Linked DNA regions of Pan troglodytes: region 1 is linked to region 2. Evidence: chromatin contacts called from public HiChIP or PLAC-seq data. All regions are on one chromosome and are shown on one strand. Each heading gives the region's core, a stretch centred on a gene start, on an enhancer-like site or on the middle of the called end of the contact. The rest is flanking DNA. Distances are from core to core; before and after follow the strand shown. Region 1 holds the start of CEBPD (CCAAT enhancer binding protein delta). Region 2 holds the start of SPIDR (scaffold protein involved in DNA repair).

Region 1 (4,103 bases), core at 1,231-3,730, 480 kb after region 2:
ATCTTAAGTTTAAGCTCTTCATTTGGTATTTAGGCAATATATGAGAAAAAAATTTTTTGTTCATTTGTAATTTTAACAAGTTGAACATTTTACCATGATTGAACATGTTTTTATTACAGTATTTGTTTTAACATTCCCCCAAAGAATACCCTGCAAAGTGTAAACCTTTGTCCCATACTGTGATATTACTGTTCTGCTACAATAAATGTCAAACCTAAGCACTTTGCAGTTCACTACTTTTGGGAAAATGTTCTAGGGAACTGTATCACAGGTGAAACTGTTACCCATAAAGTGTAGCTCTCTGAACTGGTGTGATCGTGTCTCTGCTGAATGGTGGTGGGGATAGCTGGCTCCACCACACACACCTGTTTTAATTAGGCTGGGTAATGTGCACGGAGAGCAAAGATCACAGACTAAGGAGCAGTCGGTTATTTGCTTTGCTGGCAGAGATTTAAACCAAGAATTAATTATCTTTGGACACTATAAAGATTTTGTTCCCTTCCTTATAGCAATATAATCATGACAGGCCATGGTTAACTACATCAGATACACGTAGCAGCCGTGACCAAGAAATGGTGCCCTAATACCAAGTGTTCTTGGGTTAAAGGCAGGCGGCTTTTTAATTAAATCTTAAAGCACTGCAATTACTGGCAAGACAGCTGGTCTTAAGCAGTTTTGTGACTGCCCTTTTCATCCACTACATGACTATTCCGGCCTTTCTGGAGCACTTTTGAAAATCTACTTGACTCTGTCCACAAGACTGAGGAAAGTGAAAGCAAAGTCCCAGGAAAGCGGGAGATGATTCAGCCCGGGGTTCTGCCCCTCGCCCCTCCAGCAGCCTCTACAGTTAGGGAGCTCTTGAACTGTTTTCAGCAGGGGCCCCCAAAAAGTCAACCCTTCCCCAGGTTTGCGTTCTTCGGGAGAACACCTTCTGCTGGAAAGCTGCTAGCTTACCTGAGCTCAGCCGTGCTCCACCTAGCTTAGGCAAGTTAAATAAGGCCAGGAGAGAGCCTTTAATGCGTTTTAAAAGCGACAGACCCTCTCTCCTGAGTAGCTCGGGCCTGCGCCCCATCCCCCCGCCCCCCACACACACACACCTGGCGCCCGTGCTCCCTGGTGTTCGCTGGCTGCGGGTCTGGAACGCACCCTTCCCGAGCCGGGTCCTGCGCCACCGGCGGGCGGGCGGGAGTCACTGCGAATATAGGAAGCAGGGGCGATTTCAAATGCTGCTTTATTCTTACAAATACTGTAAAAATTAATATAAAAAAGTGAGCATGCTCAGTCTTTTCCTCTTATCTACAATACAAAGGGTTTGTCTGAAAAGTCTGGTTTTTTTTCTTTTTACAAATGTACCTTAGCTGCATCAACAGGAGTAAGATGTAGAAAAAGCTACCATTACAAAAATAATTTAAGGGAAAATAAACACGTTTAGCTTCTCTCGCAGTTTAGTGGTGGTAAGTCCAGGCTGTAGCTTCTTTGCGCTCCTATGTCCCAAGAAACTGCAGCGGGCACCCGGCGGCTCTGGCTGCGCCAGGGCAGGGCGCGCTCCGCTCCGGGCCGTCGGGTCTGAGGTATGGGTCGTTGCTGAGTCTCTCCCGCCCCGGCCGCGCGTTACCGGCAGTCTGCTGTCCCGGCGGCCGGCAGGAAGGGCGGGCTGGGCAGCTGCTTGAAGAACTGCCGGAGGCCGGCCAGGTCCCGCGTGAGCTGCTCCACGCGCTGGTGCAGCTTCTCGTTCTCAGCCGACAGCTCCACCAGCTTCTGCTGCATCTCCTGGTTGCGCCGCTTGGCCTTGTCGCGGCTCTTGCGCACGGCGATGTTGTTGCGCTCGCGCCGCTGCCGGTACTCGGGGCTGCCGCGGTCCGGGCCCCTCTTGCCGGAGCTCTTCTCCCGGGCGGGGCCGGGCGCGGGGGTCTGCCTGGGGCTGCTGCGCGGCGGCTCCGGCGACGTGGGCGGGGTGGGCTGCCCTGCGGCCGCCAAGCTCACCACGGTCTGTGCGCACGCGGCCACCTGCGCGGGCAACAGCGAGCCGGGCGCGTCGCCGTCGCCCCAGTCGGGCTCGCGCTTGAGCGGGCGCGGAGCGGCAGGGCCCGGGCCCAAGGGGCGCGCGGGGCCGCCGGGAAGAAGCTCCAGGGGCCCCGCGCCGCCCGCCTTGTGATTGCTGTTGAAGAGGTCGGCGAAGAGCTCGTCGTGGCACAGCTCCAGGGTGGGCACGGCGGCCATGGAGTCGATGTAGGCGCTGAAGTCGATGGCGCTCTCGTCGTCGTACATGGCGGGGGCGGCGGCGCCTGGCTCGCCTAGGGCCCCTGGCTCGGCCCCGCGGCCCGGCTTGCCCGCCCGGCCCGGTTCGTAGAAGGGCGCAGGCTCCGCAGGCCAGGGCGCGCCGCGCGCCGGGCCGTCCAGGCTGAAGAGCGCGGCGCTCATGGCGGCGTCGGGCCGGGCTCTGCGTCCAAGCGAGGCTGTCACCTCGCTGGGCCCAGCCCCGCCGCCTTTTCTAGCCCCGGCTGACGTGCACGCCCCGCCCCGACTCCGGCACCGCGGGGGCGCCCCGGGGCCGCGGGGGAAGGGGCGGGGGCGCCCTGGGAGCCCCCCGGAGCCGCCCCGAGGCTTCCCGGGGCGCGCCCTCTCTCAGCTCCTCCCCGGGGCCCCCTCCCCGGCCCTGGGGACCCCCAGCCCACGTTGTAGGAGGGTGCCCGCGCTGCTGCTCCCTCCCCGGCCCGGGCCGGCCCGCGCTGCGCTGCTGGGAATGACACTCCCTCTGCCAGCACTCCAGGGCCTTCTCTTCTTCCTGTTTGTGGGCTTGGAACCTCCTCGCTCCTCGGGGCTGGGAGTGAAATCAAAACCAGGACTTGGCCGCAGCGCGCGCGTCCCAGGCCGGCTTCTGTCGCCGGAGGGCGGGGGGTGGAGACCCGTGGGAGAGGACCCGCGCGTCCAAGGACGCCCCCCGACCGTGGGCACGCGCGTGAGGCCCTCGCCCCGCGCCTCCACCGTGGGACCAGAGGCGGGAAGAGGCGCGGGGGACCAGACGTGGGGACAGCGGCGGCCTGGCAGGCGGGGAGGGCTGCCCGCACCGCACTCGGGCGCCTCGGGGAATCCGGGCCGGTTCTCGCTGCTCTCCTCGGAGGTCCCGGGTCCGGCCGGCCCTGGGGGTCGAGGCCCAGAGACGCGGCTGCTGCGTCCTGACCGAAAGGCCGACGGGACGCTGTCGCCAAAAGCAGAGCAGATGGGGGAGACGCGGTCACGACATCGCGTCCTCCGCCGGCTCCTCGAGGTGCGGGCTCTCCGGCCGGACGCTACTCCCCGACCCCGCAGGCCCGGGCGTCCGCCGCCAGCTCCCGCGCCCGCGTTTCTTCCAGGTCTACGGAAGCAGTGCCATCGTGTGGCGGCATCTTGCGTTAGACCTGTTTTTAGTTCCAGGCTCTTTCCCTGTTAAATATTCCAAAAAAGTGCCTTGAACCTAAAGTAGTTGGGTCCTTTTTGGGAAACAGGTAAGATCTACCAGTAGCTATAGCAGGGTGCAGATGGGCCTCGACTCACCATGGGGTTACATCCCGGTAGACCCATCGCACACTGAAAATGTCTTAAGTAAGAATGGGCTTTGTCATGTGTCCTGCAATTTGAGGCAGGCATTTCTGGTCAGACCCATTTATTATTTTAAATTAAAAATATGGTTTTTTTCAGCCGAGCACAGTGGCTCATGCCGGTAATCCCAGCACTTTGGGAGGCTGAGGTGGGCGGATCACTCGAGGTCAGGAGTTTGAAACCAGCCTGGTCAACATGGTGAAACCCCATTTCTACTAAAAATACAAAAATTAGCCAAGCGTAGTGGCGTGCGCCTGTAATCCCAGCTACTCGGGAGGCTGAGGCAGGAGAATCGCTTGAACCCGGGAGGCGGAGGTTGCAGTGAGCCGAGATCGTTCCATTGCACTCCAGCCTGGGCGACAGAGCGAGACTCCATCTCAAAAAAAAAATTGAGATGGGATCTCACAATGTTGTCCAGGCTGGTTTCAAACTCCTGGGCTTAAGAGATTCGCCGGCCTCAGCCTCCCAAAGTGCTGGGATTACAGGCGTGAGCCACCATGTCTGGCCCAAATCCATTAAATCAC
Region 2 (4,056 bases), core at 661-3,160:
AGAAGATAGAAATGGTATTACCTTACAGCATGGAGGTGGAACCACATGGTAAACAAATAACTTTCGTAATTATTTAGATTCTAATTGTTATAACATCTTCAACAGAGCATGGGGTCCTGCGGACATGGAAGAGCAGGGAGGTTCAGGCTTGCTAGTTTAGGGAAGCTGGCCACCAGGTTCAGGTTTGACAGGCGCATAGGAAATGGCATGGCAGAGGGAGGCCAGAGCCTTTTAGGCAAAAGGAAGAGCAAATGCTTATTAGACCCCAAGGCTGCAGGAGCTAGGCACGTTTGACCACCGAAAGGGAAGGCCAGTATAGACAGCATAAACCTCACTGTGGTGTCTGTGTTGAGAATGGATTGTATGTGTGTGCTGTGTGAGGGGCAAGAGTGGATTAGGGGACATGGGTTAAGAGCTACTAGCAGTCTGGGCAAAAGACACTAGTGGCCTGGGAAACAGTGGTAGTGGAGAGTGGACACATTAGTAAGACACACAAACGTGTTCACAAAAATTCCTAGGTTTCTGCGTGAGCTGTGGCCAGGCGGATGTCCATGCCACTACTGAGATGGTGAATTCTGAACAGGAGGAAGTTTGGAGAAAAACCTCAACATTTCGGCAGGACAGCACCTCCTGGTGGAGATGACAAGCGGGAGCCTCACCACAGGCCTGGTTGTGGGAGTGAAAGGGGGACTCCGGGCGCGGTCGGGTGCACTTACTGTGCTAAGACAGCAAGGCCCGGCGGAGGTGGCAATGGCAGACCTGGTTTCTCGGGGGAGTCCCAGTGGGAGGCCCGGTGTCCAAAATCCTCAACTAGATTGGGCATGCCGTTTATCTTGTTCCAACTGTTGACAGTAATGGCACTAGCAATAATGTCCTTCCCAGGCAAAGATGGTTTTTCTTCCGTGTTTTCAGCCACTGCAGAGTGGACATCTACTATGAACCAAGTATCTGCGGCTTTAGGTACCAGATTCAAACACAGAATGGTGGCAGAACAGGGACTAGGACGGAGAGAAAACCTGAAGATGGATCAACCAGAAAGCAATGCATTCTCACAGAGGCACAAAAAAATGCCTCTGAAACAGAAGATTCACCTCCACTTCTGCGTCCTTTTGAGGCAACTTTCTGAGCATCCTTTCCTCCTCCCCAGGCCAACGCTTTTCCACCTTGTTAAACTACCCGGTAGCTTTCTCCATGGGAGGCGCCTTCTTCACAGTACTCGGACCCAGTTAGACTTGTGGCCTTCCCCGGCTTCTGCTGGGCCGGCTATGGTCGACGCCGCACCGTCTCAGGCCCACTTCTCCCGCGGGAGCGGCGGCCCCAGCGGAGCCCCTGTGCGCCACGGCGAACGTGATAGGAATGCAATCTTCTGCCCCTTCAGACTCTGGCACCCCGTAGTCTTTCCTCAGGCTCCACGAGTTCTCCCGGTGATGTGATGACCGACATGCCGTCTGGGCTCTGAACACTTAGACTTTACTCCTTCCCCCCGGCCCCGAAACATGGAGAAACCACACCCTCTCTGCTCCAGTCACCAGCAGCCACTCCCATTCCTTAAGTATCCATTATTGCATGTGTAGCCTATTGCATGTGTAGCCTACTTCTGGTTTTCATTTTTATTTAAGGTCAGTTGTTGCCTGACAACACAGACGACAGTAACTTAATTCGAAAGACAACACTTGGAGGCGGCCCCCGCTCCAGGCACCAGCCCAGCAGCTCCCCCGAACTCCCCAGGAGCTCGCGGGCGAGCAACGCCACAGCCCAGAGCGAGCTCCGCGGAACCCCCAGCCCCGGGGAGGGAAGCTCGACTTGCCGCGGCGCACTCCTTCCGGGCTCCGAGCCCGACTAGGCCATCCGGGAGGCCCTGGAGCGCCGGGGCCGGAGAAGCCCTGCCCCCCGCCGAAGCCCCGCCCTGCGCCCGAGCGCCCGCCAATGGCAGGGCGCGGTGCGGCGCGCCGAGGTGGGACGGCGGCGCGCTGAGGAGGCGGTGCGCTCAGGCGGCGCTCCCGGAGATGCCCCGCGGCAGCCGCGCTCTAGGCTCTAAGGTAGGCTCTGGGGCGGGAGTGGGCGCCGCGCCGTTTCCCGCGTTGCGGGGAAGCGGCGGGCAGGCGCGGGGCTGGCCCCGGGCTGCTGGGGTGAGAGAGGGTGGGCGTTGGGGGTGAAGGGCTAGGTGGTGGCGGGTCCCGTCTGCGTGCGTGGAGCAAGCCCGCGCAGCGGGGTACCGCCCCCAGGTCCGGCTCCGGTCCAGGCGTGCGGGCCGGGCCCTCAGCGGCGGTACGGAAAGCGAGGGGTGGGACCGCCGAGGGACGCAGCGGGCGGGAGCATATGTCCGCCTCGGGGGTACTTGGCCTTACTCTTGTCTCTTTTTGATTCTGGTGCAATGTACCAGACCGCAGGGAATCCTGGCGTGGCTTTACCCGTCTCCGCGGATAATCCACTGTCAACTCTGTCTCTCTTCCTGCCGCACTCGGAGGGGACTGTGCGGCTGACTGCCCAATCTGTGGGCACCGCGCTGCCTCGGGTTCCAGAACGGGAGCGGGTGCCTAGGAATCGTTGCTTGAATGGTGTTTCATTGCACCTGTATCCGCGAGTGCATCCTTTTTTGTTCTGCTAATTGTGCTTGTCATGGCATGTGTCCTTTATCGTTTTAAAGTTTCTTCTAACTTCCTTGCTTTCAAATACGTTTGTCTCATAGTAAAACGGTTTTTAAAAAGCACATACAGGACCTCCTTTCTTGACTCTTGCCTTTACTTGAAAACTTCCTGGAAAAAATAGACCACATATACTGGTTCAACTTCTTTACCACTACCATGCTTTCTCGCTTCTCAAATACCATTGATTATCAGCCCACACTATCAATTTTGTGACTGGCTTTAGGGAATAAAGAAATTCATTTCAGGCACCTCTTGATTATAAGATACAGTCTGGTTTCTGAAGCATTAATGTGTGAAAAAAATCAAGGAAATATATAAATTTGCTAAATCCAGTGTAAGTTGTTTACTTGGTCATTGGAGCGTTTGACACATTCACCACCTGCTTTTATTTCTTTTGGAACATCCATGATTGTTTTCCTGTCTTGCAACAGCTCATTTTCTTCTCTTTACTGTGTTCGTGCCATGTTCTAATTTTTGACCTTGTGCTTTTTCACATGTTCCATATTTGCTTTGGACAATGTCATACATTGAAGTTAACTGTATAGATGACTTTCAGATCTATATTAGATCTTTCCCTAGAGCTCAAACTTAGTGCATCACATAATCATCATCTCACCCTTAGTCCTCCCGGCCCTAACAGTTTCTCTTGACTTAGAAATCTTAGTATTTTTGAATTGACGTTCACTTCTGGTCTCTTCATCTTGTCATTTTTCAAGACTCTTTTTTTTTACTCAATTTTTTTTAGTAGTCGTACAGTTGTCTATTGTGTAATACGTTGCTGAAAACTGAAGCAGTTCATAACAAATGTTTATTATATCATAGAGTTTCTGAGACTCAGGAATCTGAGAACGGCTCAACTAAGTGGTTGTAGTTCAGGATCTCCCACAAGGCTGCAGTCAAATAAAGGGTCGTTGGAGCTGGAGAATCCAGTTCCAAGCTCACTCACGTGGTTGTTTCTTGACAGCTGCATAGGGCAGCTCACAACAGGGTCCTGGCTTTCCCAAGAGCAAGAGAGAGAGCAACAAGATATCGGTCCCCGTGTCTTTTATAGCCTAAACTCAGAAGTGACATCCCATCTCCTGTCTATTCATTGCATGGACCAACCCGGTACAATGTATGAGGAGACTATAGAGGGTCCCCAGGAGGTGGGGATCACAGGGGCCACCTTGGAGGCTGGCTTCCACAGTATTTCCCAGGAATTTATTTTTTGTTTCTGTCTCCCTCGGTCAGTCTCAAAAGTACTTAATGGTTGGAGTGTTGATGTGTAGTGCTGGCTAGCATGCTCCCATTCCATCTTCAGAGGTGACTTTCCCTTAGGCACTACTTTGATTATATTGTTAGTCCTCTATCTAAATCTCATTTTACTTCTTATTGGCTACATCATAATTTACTGCAGACTTATCCTGTG

The links. HiChIP or PLAC-seq counts read pairs in DNA pulled down with a chosen protein or histone mark.
Region 1: a contact with region 2 is called in an H3K4me3 HiChIP or PLAC-seq map of stem cell-derived excitatory neurons, with 5 times the contacts expected there. The contact joins the promoter of CEBPD here to the promoter of SPIDR in region 2. A contact is called at or near these places in 1 of 7 Hi-C or Micro-C datasets (stem cell-derived neural progenitor cells) and 1 of 1 datasets of contacts at active chromatin or transcription factors (stem cell-derived excitatory neurons).

What each region holds. Positions count from the first base shown.
Region 1 is chr7:56,282,304-56,286,406 of NHGRI_mPanTro3-v2.0_pri, forward strand. It overlaps CEBPD (CCAAT enhancer binding protein delta), which reads right to left and starts at 2,481. Exons shown (of 1, transcript XM_003951258.6): 1 at 1,214-2,481. The coding sequence starts at 2,421. The coding sequence ends at 1,612. It overlaps SPIDR (scaffold protein involved in DNA repair), which reads left to right. Exons shown (of 20, transcript XM_063817068.1): 20 at 1-218.
Region 2 is chr7:55,805,382-55,809,437 of NHGRI_mPanTro3-v2.0_pri, forward strand. SPIDR (scaffold protein involved in DNA repair) reads left to right here and starts at 1,911. Exons shown (of 20, transcript XM_063817068.1): 1 at 1,911-2,039.